2 separate regions of the Bos taurus genome follow, and region 1 is linked to region 2. Evidence: chromatin contacts called from public Hi-C data. All regions are on one chromosome and are shown on one strand. The core of a region is the stretch at or near the end of the contact, and the rest is flanking DNA. Distances in the headings are between cores, read along the strand shown. Region 1 holds the start of LRRC51 (leucine rich repeat containing 51). Region 2 overlaps NUMA1 (nuclear mitotic apparatus protein 1).

What was found. Hi-C and Micro-C count contacts between places; a contact is called where the count stands out from the background.
Region 1: a Hi-C map of skeletal muscle shows a contact between it and region 2, with 3 times the contacts expected there. The contact joins the promoter of LRRC51 here to the enhancer-like site in region 2. A contact is called at or near these places in 4 of 11 Hi-C or Micro-C datasets (blood, skeletal muscle, skin fibroblasts and 1 more).

Annotation. Positions count from the first base shown.
Region 1 is chr15:51,712,717-51,716,587 of ARS-UCD2.0, forward strand. LRRC51 (leucine rich repeat containing 51) reads left to right here and starts at 2,149. Exons shown (of 6, transcript NM_001024545.1): 1 at 2,149-2,242.
Region 2 is chr15:51,661,593-51,665,531 of ARS-UCD2.0, forward strand. NUMA1 (nuclear mitotic apparatus protein 1) reads right to left here. Exons shown (of 27, transcript NM_001434779.1): 4 at 1,795-1,874; 5 at 413-495. Among named protein-coding and RNA genes, the nearest start is that of NUMA1, 15 kb to the right of the region's middle. Within about 2 kb of position 2,474, at least 16 of the 102 cell types and tissues checked have an H3K27ac peak or open chromatin away from gene starts, as enhancers often do. A contact at or near this core is called in skeletal muscle, where this site is marked.

The sequences.
Region 1 (3,871 bases), core at 899-3,398, 51 kb after region 2:
ACTGAAAGGTATGAAACCTCAGATTGAGGCATTACTATAAGCCCAAGTAGAATAAAATTAAATCCACACATGTAATGAAACTGCAAAACACAAATGACAAAAAAGAGGATCTTAAAAAGAACCAGAGAAAAAGGCAGGTTACATACAACGAAATAATAGTTAAATTGTGAACACAGTTCTCAAGAGTTAACAACAAAAAGCCATAATTTCAGTAAAATGATACTTTCAAAGTGCTGGGGGAAAAATAATTGGAAGCCTAGTACCCAGCTAAACTATCAATCAAGATTGATAAGGAAGTAAAGATATTTTCCAACAGAGTATTTACCACTAACAGACTCTCATTAAGAAAACATCTGAAGGGGGAATTCTGTGGCAGTCCAGGATTAGGACACCATACTTCCACTGCAGGGGGCATGGGTTTGATCCCTGGTGGGAGAACTAAGATCTGACATGCTGCATAATATGGTCCCCCCCAAAAAAAAAAAAAAAAAATCAGAAGTATGTATTCATCTATTTGATGAAAAAGAAGAAATAAAATGCAGGAAAGAATGATGAAAAAAACAGTAAACATATATCAGTAAAATGAAATAACCACTGAAAGCACAAAACTATGCTATTTATTAGAATTGTTCTAACATTTGGGGGTGGTCTCATTCTTGGAAAGGCTCATCTTGAGTCTGTTTAATGTACACTGTGCTGAAATAAATGGCCTCCAACATACCTACTGACCGTATGGTTTTATCAATTAGACAAAGCTGCCAAAACATTTCCTGATCAGCTCTGTTTAGCCATCTGTGGCAGGGCTTTCCCTCATCCTAACAGTTCTAGAACTCGAGTCTCAGTTCAAGGCATTCTTTCCACTCCCATATTCCACAAATTTAAAAAAAGAACATTCTAAATAGAAATGTCCCTTATATGAGCTTTTGGTTAAGATCTGCTAGTTTTGGGGAGTATAATTTTTGGCTATGGATTAGGATTCAGGCTTTATAATTAGTCATCATTTGCTTGAACTTGGGCCAAGAAAAGAGTACTTTGGCAGCTTTCACAAAGAAGTATGCGCTTCTTCCTCTGAAGGAGAAAATACCACACAGGATCAGAAAGGGAGGGAACACATTCAACCCTGCAGGCTGAAGGCTGCCTTACCTGATTTGAACATTCCCTCTAGCTTCCCATATATTCACAGCAGTCACAACACTTATACTCAAAAATGTGTACTCTCCAAGATGCTTGCAAGAAACAGCTCACCTGATTTGACCCTAATAACCACAGGAAAGTAGATAAGGCAGGTAAATTCATTGTTTACATATGAAAAAAGTGAGACTCAAAAGAAACTGACTCGTCGAAGACGACCCTCACAGCCAACACAATCCCTCCCCTTCACTTAGACCCAACCCACAAAAAACCCCTGTATAGCCAACTATGCACGAGCTATGTAACCGGGGCCAAGCTGAACATAAACCTCAGGCGGCCCATCTGTAATAAACTATAATAAAGTGTTAGGAATATTAAAAAGATGATCCATATAAAGGGTGTGGCACAGTGTCTGAAACGTAGTTGGTCCTCAGAAAATGTTTATTATTACTACTACCACTATTGTTAACAATAATAGGCGAAGACTTCCCACTACAGAAACCCTCGGCGACACTCCTTTCAGGAACTTGCATTACCCACACCCGCGTCGGCCCCCCGACACAATTCCACGGACACGCCCCCAAACACACCCTCCCCCTAAGCACGCCCCGCACCTTCCTCTCGGACAAGGCCCTTTCCTTACAAACCTTACCCTCGAAAGACTCTCCCCAGTCAGCCTCGCTTATGAAGGAGGCCTTCCGCCCGCACCCGCCTCTTCAGCACCTCTTTTAGACTCGGGCATCCCTGGAGGCGCCCCAGCCGCACGCTAGTAGCGGGCCCGCGCCGATTACCTGGCCGCGCGCTCCCGCTCCGACTCTCACTTCTCCAGGATCGCCTTCTTCTCGGGCCCGCGCTAGCGCTGTGAGCGCACAATTAGTTTAAACTATGGTCCCGCCCCCTCTCGTCGCCCTGCGATTGGCCCCTGTAGGCTGGCGTCGCACGCAAAAGCAGCCTGAAGGACCGGGGTAAAGGAAGTGTGAGGGCCACTGGAAAGGGGAAAAGGGTGCCACAACTTCCGGACCCTGGCCCGCGGCTTGAGTGCCAAGACGACTGCAAATCCCAGCACCACCCGCGGCTTTGGAGCCCTTCCCTTGAGGAACTACAGTTCCCGGTAGGCATCGCGGCAGCGCCTACGGCTCTTAGAGGGGACGTGGTGACGTAAACAGTTACCATGGAGTTGCGCTGAGTAACCTTGAGGTAGTGGACTTCGAGGCTGGAGGGGAAGCAACTGCGGGTGAGTTGGGAGGGAAAACAGGAAGCCTGCTCTAGGGTACAAGAACTCTGTGGAGAGGGGAGGGGCACACTGAAAGACTTAACAGCTTGCTTTCTTGGGAACCTGAGACCTACCCCCCCACCCCTTGCCTCTAACTCCTTTTCACAGTGAACAAGACACAAACCTTTGTGGGATAAATGGGCGAGGGGAGTGAAGGGAATTCTGAGAAACATACCCAGACAGATCCCTCCCCGCAGTACTACTGTCTCAAATCCGTGACATATCCTGGGAGATCTGAAACGCCGTCAAACGTGGGGTTGGTTTTCCTCTGGTCGACTAAGTCTTCAAAACCTGGGAGTAGGATTAGAGTAAATCATAGTCCCTAATTCTGGCGATGTAGGAAACTTTCTGGGGCTTGAACTGCCCCTTTCCTTCCATGCAGGAAGACCCCAGGGTAGGGCCTCCTTTTCAGAGAGTCAGCAGGATCTTCCCTCACATATTTATTAGGGGTTCTGTCCTTAAATTATATTTTCTCCCTACACTACTCTGTGGTCTGCTTCTCCAAGTTCTGCAGTTAAAGCTTCATTCCTTTTAACAGTATTCATGACCGGTTTTTTATATTTAGCGACTTAACTAGTGTTTTCACATCCAGTCTTCTTTTGAACTTAGTGAGTCCAGGGATATTTATTCCCATATCACAGATTGGAAAACTGAAACCTATAGAGGAGCAGTGACTTGCCGGAGGCCACACACCAAGTCAGTGACAACTAGGACTAGACCCCAGTTTGCCATCTTCCAGCCAAGTCTCTAGCTTGAGCCTACAGCCTCTCAATAAGCTTAAGGACTTTTTCAAAGTAGTTTAACTGCCCTGGGGCAAAAGACCCTTTTATAGCCTACATTGGGTTATTGACATTTCACCCTGAATGAGTTTCAGATCTTTCCTTGAAAGTTTAAATGGGGAAAGGGAACTAGAGAGACTGAAGGCAATGGAAATCAAACAGATTTAACTAAACAAGAAGTAAACAATCTAATACAGCACCTGTGTCTGGTCCTGCCATGATTAGCTAGCTTCTGGTTGACTCCTAACTGACCCTAATTGAGTCACTTACTATCTTAAAGCTCCCTCATGCTTTGTCCTAGGCTAACTTCCCACCTCACTCTCCTCTTGAATTGTCTTATCCACATCTTTGTTTACCGCCTATATGCATCAGTACACAAGTATGTATCTCCAACCCTGCCCAACCTCCTCCCCAAGCTCCAGATCTATAGAACCAATTGCATCTTTAATAGCTCCTTCATATATCTCAAAGACATACAAACATGTCTTCAGTTCAGTTCAGTTCAGTCGCTCAGTCGTGTCCGACTCTTTGTGACCCCATGAATCGCAGCATGCCAGGCCTCCCTGTCCATCACCAACTCCCGAAGTTCACCCCGACTCACGTCCATTGAGTCAGTGATGCCATCCAGCCATCTCATCCTCTGTTGTCCCCTTCTCCTCCTGCCCCCAATCCCTCCCAGCATCAGAGT
Region 2 (3,939 bases), core at 1,224-3,723:
TGATCGAGGATTCAGTGCTCACTGTGCAAAAAGCCAGGAGCCAGAATCCCTGCACTCATGGAACCCAGGGTATGACACCTAAGGCATCCTTCATACGACAGCACCCAGAAACAGAAGGGGAGTGAACTGGATTGAGCTAAAAAGAAAAATATGACAATAGCCGGCTAAGGCCTGACTCTTGACAGCTGTCCACAGAGGCCACAGTAATGGTCCAGTAAACCTCTTGGTCATTAGGATGGGCTAAAATCCTTGACTGAATCAAGCCTCAGCTAGGTGGCTGCCTAGACCTACCACCAACCTCCACAAGGCTCAGAAATTAAGCCCCCACCACTTGTGGGTTGAGAGAAGGCCCCCCCGCAGGCCCCTCTGGTGCCACCCTCTCACCCCCATCAGGTTCGTTTTCCACAGGTACCTTCGCTAGCTCCAGCTCTGAGCCCTCCATCACCTTCTGCACTGACACCAAGCATTCTGCAGAAGAGGGATGTTTTCGGTTTTCTGTAATGACAATAATATAGAAAACAAGGTGAATTTCCTAGAACCATCCCTGAGATAATCAGAACACCTCGCAGTCAGAGGAACAGAACGGCTGGTGGGGCCAGGAGACGACACGCACATTTCCACCTGAAGTTAATTCTATCCTGGGCTAGTCCAAGGACTACAGGGACAGTTCAAGGAGAAAACAGGCTGGGAATTCACAGCAGATTTGGGGCCTGACATAGCACTCACCCACCCACACACGAACTCCCCCTCAGCACCACAGAGGAAGGAGCCCAGATTCTAGGTCACTGTAGAGTCTCCTTCCAACTGAGGGTGCAGAGGAAGCCTGCCTGCAGCTGAGTCAGACCAGGGTTGGGGGGGATACCTGCTTCTTATGCTGCCAGGGGGGCTGGGCTCAATTACTAATACCCTGCTTTATCTTAATCCATCATCACCTTTCTGATAAGCCTCTTGAGTTGGGGATGGCAGAGAGCGTCTGGATCAAAGGTGAGAACTGTGTCCACAGCCTTATGGGGGAGGGGCTGACAAGCACTGCGCTGGAAGCTCTGACTGCCCGTGTGCTCAGCTGTTCAGGTGCACCTGACTCTTTCTGACCCTGTGGACTGTAGCCCGCAGGTTCTTCTGTACATGGGATTCTGCAGGCGAGAATACTGGAGTGGTTGCTATGCATTCCTCCAGGGGATCTTCCCAATGCAGGGATCAAACCTGCATCTCTTATGTCTCACTGCATTGGCAGGGAGTTTCTTTACTGCTAGCACCACCTGGGAAGCCCACTAGAAGCTTTGCATGTATCTTTATTTACTCTGCACGTCAATCTTAAGAGCAATTATTAATCATCTTCATTTTATAGACAGGGAACCCACGTCTAGAAAGGTCACACAAACAGTAGAACAGAAGGGCAAGCTCTCACTCTTGCCCTGCCTGTGCCCCTATACCTATCACTTACGCAATTAATTTAGGGTTACCATGGCAAACTGTTCTCCCAGCAAGGGGAAGAAGGTAACATGGATCTTTCTGTCTCCTTGCAGTGGAAGGAATGGGAACCCAAGGTAATGAGTCCCCAGAATCAACCCCCTGCTCTACCTGGATCCCAGACTCATACTCTGGGACTGTAGTGATACTCTCCCCCAACTGGTGCAGGCCAGACTCAGAGAAGCCACCCTGGCCATACTCATCTCGGTGGCACACAGTGGGCGGCCTCAAGCCTCTGCCCCTCCCGACACCTGAGACCTGGTTCTTCTGGCTGCCCGAGCCCCAGGAAGCAGCTCCTTCCCAGCCAGGAAGAAAGGTGCTTACTCTGCAGAAAACTGCACACAAACTCCAGTCTCTCCGGCACCGGCCGCTGCAGGATTTGCTGCCCCTCATCAGTGCCAAGGCTAGAAAAAGAACAAGTGTTAGAACCAGAGTACTTGGCCAGCCTTCCCTCCTGGCTACTGCATCACCTACCACCTTCCCATCCCTTCAGGCTGGGTCTCTGTTGGATCTGATGGAGAGCCAGGCCAGGCGCTGGAAGCAGGGGAGAAGACACCATTTACCCAGAAGGAACTGTGTGGTGGCTGAGAAGTGGGGACTTGAGGCCTGAGGCCCTCCTGGAAAAGACGGCACTCTGCCACCCCATTTGTGAATATGGAAAAGCTCTGTGGGAAGCAGGCCGAGAAGTGATGGAGGAGCACAGATGGAGGGGAAGTTGGGGTCAATAGTCCGGAAGGACTCAGTGTAAAAGGTCAGGACGCCTAGGAACACGTGACAAGAGGACAAGTGCGGGCGCACTATGTGTGCGGCTAGAGTGAGAGGACTATGGAAACAGGAAATCAGATCCAAGAACTGACAGAGCAGATGGGAACAAGGCTCTCAAGTGGCCCGGCAAAGTTCAACACTCACGAGGCTGAAGGCTGAGGTGGCCTCTGAGGGGCCAGGCCAAGGGACGATCACTCTTGATCTGTGACCTTCGCGACGCTGGTTTAAGTGGAAAGGCGAGCGAAGTGTGAAGAGCAAGGACGGCAGGGAGCAGCAGGGGGCGCTCTCATACAGGCCTGGCCCCAGCCCTTTTGGCTAAATGCAGTTTCATTTTCAGAAGTGACTACCCTCATTTAGAAGTTAGAAAGCTGACTTTTCAATCGAGGCTACAGATGAAGATACTGATTAAAAGGCCTCCTGTTATTCAGATCCCACATCTCCAGGTTTCAATCAACTTTCCAGAGGGCAGGGCAGACTTGAGAATCCCCCTGCAAAGCACAGAAGCATCCCAGCCAAGACTGGGAGTTACTCTGTCCAGCTCCAGAGTGATTACAAAGGCTTCTTCCAACGGAAGCCCCACAAGCAGCACTCTGGGTAGCTGGTCTGTGATTAGGGACACCTACAAATTCCTTCAGAGATGCTAATCTCCTCAGACTCCCAAAAGAGCCATCCTCCCTACCCACCCACATTGTGGAATGTTGTGACTCTTTCTTTGCCTCATCACAGAGTAGTAATTTACCTAAGTGTATTCCATTTGATAAAAAAAATAAACATGGTACTTCGGTTAAATGTTTGAGAAATACTGGGTTAAACCCAACTGAACATTTTCTAAAGAAGAAGGCATAATACGCATTATTTCCTAAACATATCTGACCACAAAACCCATTTTTTTTACCACTGAGCCCCTGATATAGCACAGTTGCAAGGAACATGCTTTGGAGAACGCTGGTCCTGGGGAAACACAGCCCATCCTTTAAGAAGACTGCATTCAAGTCTCATCTCTGGCAGGAAGCCAAACAGAACCACTGCTAGTCATGTCTCCCCCTCCTTCTCAGGCATTCCTACAACACTCACAGACCCATGCACATCATTTATAAGTGACCACTCTGTGTGAGCTGAAAGGTAGGAATACAGCAGGTGCTGAGTACATATGGGCTGACTGACCGATGAGGAATGCTTTTAACTGGGATGAGCAGAGATCAACATCAGTAAGGCAAATATCAGGGCTTTAAGTTTTCTGGGAAAATGCCTCCACTGAACTTTGATTTGCAGATATCAAAGAGATGGGATAGCCTATTTCGTTCAGGCTATTCACACACAGTCCATTCTGAAGGAGATCAGCCCTGGGATTTCTTTGGAAGGAATGATGCTAAAGCTGAAACTACAGTACTTTGGCCACCTCATGCGAAGAGTTAACTCATTGGAAGACTCTGATGCTGGGAGGGATTGAGGGCAGGAGGAAAAGGGGACGACAGAGGATGAGATGGCTGGATGGCATCACTGACTCGATGGACGTGAATCTCAGTGAACTCCGGGAGTTGGTGATGGACAGGGAGGCCTGGCGTGCTGCAATTCATGGGGTTACAAAGAGTCGGACACGACTGAGCGACTGAACTGAACTGAATTCACACACAGAAAAATGGAGAAACTTGTCAGACGCATTGACTCTAATGAATTTTCTGAGAGAGAAAGCCAAGTGGCCAA